Linked DNA regions of Sus scrofa: region 1 is linked to region 2. Evidence: chromatin contacts called from public Hi-C data. All regions are on one chromosome and are shown on one strand. The core of a region is the stretch at or near the end of the contact, and the rest is flanking DNA. Distances in the headings are between cores, read along the strand shown. Region 1 has its middle 13 kb from the start of IGFBP2. Region 2 overlaps LOC110257175 (a long non-coding RNA gene).

Region 1 (4,263 bases), core at 1,644-4,143, 74 kb before region 2:
AGTACCCATAAGGATGCAAATTTGATCCCTGGCCTCGCTCGGTGGGTTAAAGCATGCAGTGTTGCCACGAGCTGTGGTGTAGGTCTCAAACATGGCTTGGATCTGGGGTTATTGTGGCTATGGCATAGGCCAGCAGCTGAAGCTCCGATTCAACTCCCCTAGTCTGAGAAATGCTATCCCCTAGTCTGAGAACTGCTATATACCGCAGGTGCAGCCCTGAAAGTCAAAATAATGAATAGAATAGAATAGAATAGAATAGAATAGAATAGAATAGAATAGAATAGAATAGAATAGAAATCTAATTTCATTTAAATAAAATACCACAAGCAATAATACTTCTGAAAACAAGGGGTTTCATATACTAAAAAGCAGTATGTAACTTGTCAAATAGGAGTTGTTGAAGGTATTTTAATCTTTGGGCCAGTTTAAGTGTTTTAGACCTATCTCTGGGATCAAGCCCCTCATCTATAAAAAAGGAATGAAATTGCCTTACTCTGCGTTCCTGAGGGCATTAATACCCCAACAAGACAATGGGCAATATAAAGCCCTATCAAATAGGAAGGGAATTTTTAATAGGAGTCATGGCCACGAGAATGTCCACAAATTTAATAAACATGGGGATACTGTAAAGTCTAAGTTTCTAGAAGAGGAAGAAGTAGAGAGTGCTGTATGTACTCAAAAGAACAAGAACCCTGCACCAGATCCTGCAAAGGAGATATAACAAAAATAGTAGGGAAATGTACAGGCTATTAAAGGAAACAATACACACCCACATGAAAAACACAAATAAAAGAGCCTATAGGGAATTATAACCCTGATTAGAATTCTCTTGAGCCACGAAGGCAAAGCAAAGGAACAATGAGCCTCTGCAGGGCTCGTAGGAAGACTTGTAGCCTAAACAGTGGACCAGAAGACTTCCTGGAGGTGGTGTTAGAAATCAGAGCTCTGGATCTTTGGCTGTGAGGGTGTTTCTGGAATCCTTTTTCCCTTCCCCACATCTCAACTCCACATCCCCCTTGGGTTTCTGCCCTAGATGGCAGGTGTGTGTTGCAAGCTACTTTTCTAGCTGGTGGTTGGCAGGACATCAGGGCCATTGGAGGCAGTGGTGCTGTCTCTCTGGGGTGTGCCTCAGCACTCAATACCCTCTGTAACTGCCCACGCAATCCCTTACCCACAGCCTCCTGGGTGCACATTCTTCCCACTGGAAGTCTTTCTGGCTGCCGCCTCCAGTGAAACTCGTCTTCCTCACTTTCCATAATGTTTCTCTCTCCACTGTGCAGCTGTCAGAGTGCAACTATTTCTATCTCCTCTGTTGTTGTTCCTCTCCATTACTCTGCAGCTGATCTTGGGGCTGGTGTGGGACTTCAAGGCCTCTTCAAGGAGACAGAACTCAAAGCCTCTGGGGAAGACAGGAATTACCAGACCCTTATCATTGCCCCCGCCCCCCGCCCCACCGCCCCAGTCTCATTGTAATGCCCCCTCCCCCACCTTGAGCAACCTGTCCTAAACTTCCTACCCCCTACTAAGAAAGGTATGTGGCCCACTCCTCACTCCATCCTTATGAGGGCTTATATGCCCCCAACCAACCAGCAAATGTATCCTAAGTTCCCTCTTTCTCCAACCAGTCAGCAGGTCAGCAGGTGTATCATAAGCCCTCACCTCTCCCTGGGCTATAAAAACAGACATCACCACGTGCCCAGAGTCATCTCTCCCTGATCATCAGGAAGTCTGACCGCTGTGTTAACAGCATCTCTTATCTCAATAAACTCTTCTTTCTCTTCACCCCACTATGTCTGGAAAATTATTTCTCCAACCCGTACACACAGACCACAAACAGCTGGTCTCTTTCTCTCTAGTCTCTGCCTCTTTCTCCCTATCCTTGTTATCTTCATTAATGATAGGATTTTCATCCCCGTGCTTGCCCCCAGCTAGAGGCCTCTGTCTCTGACCCAGTCCTTCCCCTCCATAGGAAGAGTCTCAGGGATTCTGCTATATTCAAATGATCATCAGTGGCCATGAGACTCTAAGGAATCATTGTCTGGGGTTTGGACAGGAGGCAAGGCTTAGTCCCATCAAATCCTCACCACCACCACCACCACCACCACCACCACCACACACACACACACACACACACACACACACACACACACACACACACACTGCAAGGTTGCAGCACTGGGCATTTGGCCAGTCCTTTCAAAGTTGTGCCTCCTGCCCATGATCCAGAAAGAAGAGTCAATATTTATTTCCATCCACATCTTTACAAAATAGTAAACAACCTGAAGGCTCAAGCAGGTGACCTCAGTTCCTGTTCTTGGTTCAGAATCCTGGTCTCTGCACCCTCAGGAGCATTTGAGTTCTAACACCAGGGATTTCATAACTTGAAACAATCAAAACAGGCCCACAGACTTTAGAGGCTGTTCAGGAGGGTGAGGGGATGACTTTTGCAAGTCACCAAATTGGTTGGAGCCTCGGTTTCCTCATCTGCAAAGTGGGGTGGGAACGCCTAGCTCATGGGGCTTCTGGTGGATTCACTCATGATGGCCTCTGGCTGGAGGTCCAGTCCAAAGAGGGGGTTAATGTAATGTCTGCTAAACCTGAGCAGGGTCTCTACTGTGGTGGTCTTGCCTTCTGGAGCAATCCCCTGAGTGAAAACCGGATCCAGGACACGAGGTGCCAGGGATCCTTCAAGGCCACCTGTCGGCAGTTGAAGCCCCCTCCCTTCTTCCCTCCTGGACATAATGATTTCGAAGGCTCCACCTGCCCGAGAGGACCTTCACCTCGTAGGTGTGCCATCTGCCACTGCCTGTCCCCCTTCCTTGGTCCTGGCCATCTGGAACAGGGCCTTCTCTCTTGGCGAAAATATTATTGTTTTTTTGGCCACTGGTTTGATCCTCCGGAGTCAATATTTGCAGAGATAAGCACAGTGGCATGTAGCAGTGTGGTTGTTTATGACTCTCTCCCCAGTTCCTTCTGGGCCACAGTGTGAGGTGAGGGTGCATTTTGACAGCAGTGGATCCTGTTACTTACTCAGACCACCTCACAAGGATGTGGGAGAGAGGCTGGGGTCAGTCCTCTCCTGCTCCTAAAGGTGTGCTCTCAGCCTGCTTGCACAGGAGCCAGAAAGGGTTTATCATGACCTTCCGGGAAGCCTGCAGCCTGGACTCCTGTGCCTCCAGGCTGTTCCAGTTACACGCATCCTAGGCTGACCCTGACCTTCTCCACTAGATTCTAAGGTCTTAGACTGGTCTTTTCTATAAAAATGAGATTTTCTGTTTCCACTTCACATAAAAATGTCTGGGGAGATTTTTCCACCCAGACTGGAGGGCTTATTTCAGAAGATTTGACTTAAAATATAGGTTCCTGTTGTGGCTCAGCAAGTTAAGAACCCAACTAGTATCCATAAGGATGTGGTTTCGATACCTGGTCTCACTCAGTGGGTTAAGGATCCAGCATTGCCAAAAGCCATGGTATAGGTCGCAGACACAGCTCAGATTCCGAGTTGCTTTGCCTGTGGTGTAGGCCTGTAGCGGCAGCTCTAATTCAACCCCCTAACATGGGAACTTCCATATGCCATAGGTGCAGCCCTTAAAAAAAAGAAAAAAAATATATATATGGGAAGATAGGAAGATTCATCAATAAAGAGAAATAACTTAGATACTTAAAAATTATAATAAAATATAGGTTGTAAGGGGTTGTGCAAAATTCCTTTTGAAGTGGTATGACATCCCACTAGGACAGACATACTACCCATATTAAGCCATTGAGGACAGAGAAAGCAAGCATGGTTTCAAACAAAGCCCAAACTAAAAGGCACAAGGACATGCGAAGTTGCAGTTGGGCTGCTTCTCAGGTGGGCAACTCTATGTAATTACAGGGGGGTAGAAGCAGGCATTGATTAATGAACCATGGTTAATGGTTTTCCAGAGAGACACTGGGGAGGCTGGATAGCTAATAATAGTGATAACAACTAATAGAAACAAGAGAGGAGGAAGAACAGGAAGGGGAAGGAAAAAGAAAAAGGAGCAGCAGAGCAGTGGCATAGCTGGGTGGTCTTCTCAATACCAGTCTCTTCAATTTAAAAAAAAAAAATTTAGGAGTTCCCGTTGTGGCTCAGTGGGTTAAGAACCCGACTATTATCCTTGAGGGTGTGGGACCAATCCCTGGCCTAAGGATCTGGTGTTGCTGTGAGCTGTAGTGTAGATTGCAATCTCAGTGGCTTAGATCCCGAGTGGCTGTGGCTGTGGTGGAGGCTGGAGGCTA
Region 2 (4,530 bases), core at 1,378-3,877:
TGTCCCCTGGAAGTAATGTTAAGATGAAGGACTGCCATGGAAGGCTCAAGAGACCAGGCTAGGGTCCTGGCACTGCTGCTAACTAGCCAGTAACTTTGAACAAGTTCCTTAACTTCTCTGAGTCAGCATATTCATCGGTTAAGTAGGAATAGTAACCCTACCCTCTTGTGAGAATCCAAGGAGAATATGTAAGACAGCACTTTGTGAGCTCAAAGTTTTTCTATAAATGTAAATAAAGTGTGTGAATTTTAAGGGGCTGCTCCCTTCTTTATGAATCCACTCTCTTAGACAATGGAGCTCTCCTTCCCAGGAAGTGAGTCAGGAATCTCTGTCTCCCTCCTCCTGGCCTCTATCTTGGGCTGCCTCATCTTTAGAACCCACCGTGGTATCAGCAGCTCCACCACAGGTTGTCTATCCTTCTCCATCCCCAAAACCACAGATCTTTTTTGGACTAGAGAGTCTTCAAGGAAGAAAAATGTCCTGCTTCCTTCAGACACCTAGGACTATTTGCCTCCAATCTCACTGTCAGAAAAGCTGGGATGTTACATTTCAATCTAGAAGTTCTAGGCTGTCTCCTTGGCTCTGTACAGGCCAGGCAGGAAGGCTTTAGAAAATAGCTGTTGAAAGCCGAGGCTCTGAAATCAGGCAGTCTCTGAGTTAGAATATGGACCTCAAAGCTTAGTACCTGGTTGATCTAAGCCTCTGCACTTCAGTTTTCCCATCATGAGGCTGTGTATATCCACCTCATAAGACTGCTCTTAGATAAAACACATAAACCGCTAAGCATTGGTTCATGCCTGGCATGTAGCAAGAACTCACGCAGCAGTTAGGCTTGCTAGTCTATTTATAACCATTGTTGGGGGAAACTCATTCCAGCTCCTCTCTGGTCCCTGAGGAGGTAGGAGCCTTGGAAGGAGGAGATCTGGGTTCCAGTCCTGGTGCCAGCACCACAAACTGCGTGGCTTTGGTCACTCCATTTCTCTCTCAGCTTCCATTTCCAGATCCATGAAGTGGAGGCAGGTGCATGGAACCACCTCTGGGGTCCCTCCTTATGCCAGATACTCATTTTTGTGGCTTGCAATCTCTTCCATGAGGAGACTTCCAGAGTCTTCTCCTGTCCATCTGATTTTCCGAGTTGGACTGGTGACTGTTCTGTACTCACTGTCCACATCCAGGAATTTGCTCCAGGGGGCTCCTCACCATTTTTGGGCATGGACACTGCATCTCTGGTTGGGTTCTGCTGCTCCCTTTTCGCGTCCACCGAGGACTCCTGGGTTGCCTGGAGGGAAAACCATCCCCCCCTCCCCCAATTCCTCTGCATCCCCTCGCTTTGTCTCCTGCCAAAATTCCTGGCTCCCTAAGCCAGGTAGGAAAGCAGTTTAGTTCGACCCAATCTGGCACTTTCTGAGAACCTCCCCTGCCTCTGGCACATTCCTTGCATTTGGGCAGAACCCAGAGAGCTAGAGAATTCCTCTCCCTCCTTAGCGTGGGTCCCCGTGTTGGCATGCCAACAGCCCCAAATATTTAAAGCAATCATGAAAATGAGCTCAGAGGTCCATGCCAGAGCCTTGAAAGGAATTAGGCTAAAAACAAGACAAAGGAAGAGGTGAGGCCAAACGGAAAATGCCATGAAAGGCACTGCCCAGCAGGGCCAGGGCCCAGAGCCCTCCTCACTGGCTTCATTCATCGGCAGCCAGGCCCTGGGCTGGGCACCAGGGATGCAAAGTCAAGTTAACTGGTGCCTGCCCTCGAGGGGCAACCAGTTCATCCTGAGAAGCCATACAGACAGGTGATTGAAGTACAGAATGTAAGGACAGGCAAGATGCCAACAAAGGCACGATGGAGCCACCTAGGAAGGGGGTGTCAGCCAGGGTGGGTGGTCAGTAAGGCAGCTCTCAGGGCACTAGGTCCAGGCCTGACTTAGGAGCCTAGGCACACCAGGCTTCACCAGGGGACAAGGGAACAGACGTGCTTCCAGGCAGAGTGGAAAGAGCAGATGCCAACGCACAGAAGCCTGAAGCAGGGTGGAGGAGAGGGAGAAAGTGTCCCACGTAACCACTTCGTAAACTGTAAAGACCCTGAATCTCCTGCTGGCATGTTTATGCGCATGTGATACTTGGGACAGAGAACAAAATTAAGACTTTTTAAAAATGATGACAGTGGAGATCCCATTGCGGCTCAGCAGTGATGAACCTGACTAGTATCCACGAGGATGGGTTCAATCCCTGGCCTCGCTCAGTGGGTAAGGATCCGGCGTTGCTGTGGCTGTGGTATAGGCTGGCAGTTGTAGCTCCGATTCTAGCCCTAGCCTGAGAACTTCCATATGCCGTGGATGTGGCCCTAAAAATAAAATAAAATAAAATAAAATAAAACCTATTGACAGAGACGGACTCTTGGATGCATGCAGACAGAAAGGCTTGAGCAGAAAGCCTTCATCAGAAGGTCCTTTGAGTGTGAGCCAAGCATCGTACCTGTGCGTAGAGAGGCTGGTGAGGCTGTGCAGCCGCAGAGCAGCCCCTTTCCTGTGATGACCCAGAGAGACCGATTCTTTGCTGGAGGGGAAATGGGATTTCCCAGGTCACATGTGTGATGGAAGCGAGTCAGCTTGGCGACTGGGAGCACTGCCAGTCTTCCAGGCACCTGGCACGTCACGGGGAAGGTGCCAAGGTCAAAAACCGATGCCTGCATGAGTTGTGATTAGGGGAGCCCCAGAAGGAGATGGGAGAGGTGGGGCAGGCCTGGGCCTCCTCCTGCCAGAGCGCTTCCAAGCCCGCACAACAGGGTGGAGAGTGGCTCTGCCAGGAGCCTAGGCAGCCACAGGGAGGAAGAAGCGAACAGAATGAAAATACAGCAAGTGAAAGGATCCTCAGGAGCTCTGCAGACACCTGCTAGTAACGGTGTGCTGGGAGCTTCATCATAGTCATCTTTATTCATTTAAACGGTTCTAGCTTTTACTAAGAATCTACTGTAAGGCAGGCTAAGTTAGTTCTTATGGGCACTTAATTTTCGCAACAAATTCAAGAGATCAGTATCCATACTAAGCCCATTTTACTTTATATTTTATTTTAGTTTTTGCTTTTTAGGGCTTCAACGGAAACATACGGAGGTTCCCAGGCTAGGAGTCGAACTGGAGTTGCAGCTGCTGGCCTACATCACAGCCACAGCAGCACGGGATCCAAGTGGTGACCTATGGCTTGTGGTAATGCCAGTTTCTCAATCCCCTGAGTGAGGCTGGAGATTGAAACTGCATCCTCATAGATATTAGTCAGGTTCGTTACCACTGAGCCACAGCGGGAACGCCAGCTAATCCCATTTTATACAGGAGGGAATATCTCTTCATAAGCCTAAATGAAGGTTCCGGATGCCCTAAAACCAGGCAGTGTGCAATTAAAAAGTAAAAAGTGTTAGAGGCTGACTTGTGTCCTCCCCACCTCCCGGTTCATATGCTCAAGTCCTAACCTCTAGTCCCTCAGAATCTGGCTTCATTTGGGGATGGGCTCTTTAAAGAAGTCATTAAGTTAAAATGAGACCAAGAAGGTGGGCACTAATCCAACATGACTGGTGCCTGATGAGAAGAGGAGAGTTGGACACAGACACACAAAGGGAAAAACATCTGAAAGCACAGGGAGAAGATGGCCATCTGCAAGCTCAAGAGAGAGGCCCCAGAAAAAAAACACAAAGTCCACACTTTGGTCTTGAACGTCCAGCCTTCAGACTCATGAGAAAATAAGGCTGTAGTATCATTATGGCAGGCCAAGCAGACCAACACAGGGAGCGGTGGCTGAGGAGTGCCTTAGAGAGACTCCGTGGATCAAGTCTGCTTGGACAGTGTGGTGCCAGGCAGGGGGCTGCCCACCAGAACCCCTTGCCTTGTCCTTGTCTGTTGGGAATCTGAAGACATCTTAGCATCCTCAGTTGAGCACTAAGGGTGACAAGCCTCAGGTGGTTTGAAGTTGTGTTGCAAGAGTGCCATTGATAGGAGTAACCATGGTGGCTCAGCAATAATGAATCCAATTAGTATCCATGAGGATGCAGGTTCGATCCCTGGCCTTGCTCAGTGGGTTAAGGATCCAGCATTGCCATGAACTATGGTGTAGATCACATCAGTGGCTCAGATCCCACTTTGCTATGGCTGTGGCACAGGCCAACAGCCGCAGCTCCAATTTGACCCCTAACATGGGAACTTCCGTATGCCGCAGGTGTGGCCCTAAAAAGACCAAAAAAAAAAAAAAAAAAGTACCATTGATGGGTGTCTTGCCTGACAAGACCAGGGCTTGAAATCAATGGGATGAAAACTGAGGTTTAAAGAAATTAAAACACAAGCTCTAAAGCCAAGCCATCATAATTCTTCTTTTACATACCTTTATATACTAGACTTCCATGAGAGGCGAAGCCAAGGGGACAGACCGATATTTCCATCTGCTTGAGAAGCAAAACAGGTGTGCCAAAGGAATTCACGTTCTCACCATCAATAGACCAGAGCCCAGAGGATGGACCCTCATGAGAAACATCATTAGGATCAGTTAGAAA

The links. Hi-C and Micro-C count contacts between places; a contact is called where the count stands out from the background.
Region 1: a contact with region 2 is called in a Hi-C map of liver, with 16 times the contacts expected there. The contact joins two enhancer-like sites. A contact is called at or near these places in 1 of 5 promoter capture datasets (liver) and 4 of 47 Hi-C or Micro-C datasets (fibroblasts and liver).

The regions. Positions count from the first base shown.
Region 1 is chr15:118,807,416-118,811,678 of Sscrofa11.1, reverse strand. No RefSeq gene overlaps it. Among named protein-coding and RNA genes, the nearest start is that of IGFBP2, 13 kb to the left of the region's middle. Within about 2 kb of position 2,893, at least 4 of the 83 cell types and tissues checked have an H3K27ac peak or open chromatin away from gene starts, as enhancers often do. A contact at or near this core is called in liver, where this site is marked.
Region 2 is chr15:118,732,553-118,737,082 of Sscrofa11.1, reverse strand. LOC110257175 (a long non-coding RNA gene) reads right to left here. Exons shown (of 5, transcript XR_002339436.1): 1 at 4,362-4,530. Among named protein-coding and RNA genes, the nearest start is that of RPL37A, 33 kb to the right of the region's middle. Within about 2 kb of position 2,627, at least 6 of the 83 cell types and tissues checked have an H3K27ac peak or open chromatin away from gene starts, as enhancers often do. A contact at or near this core is called in liver, where this site is marked.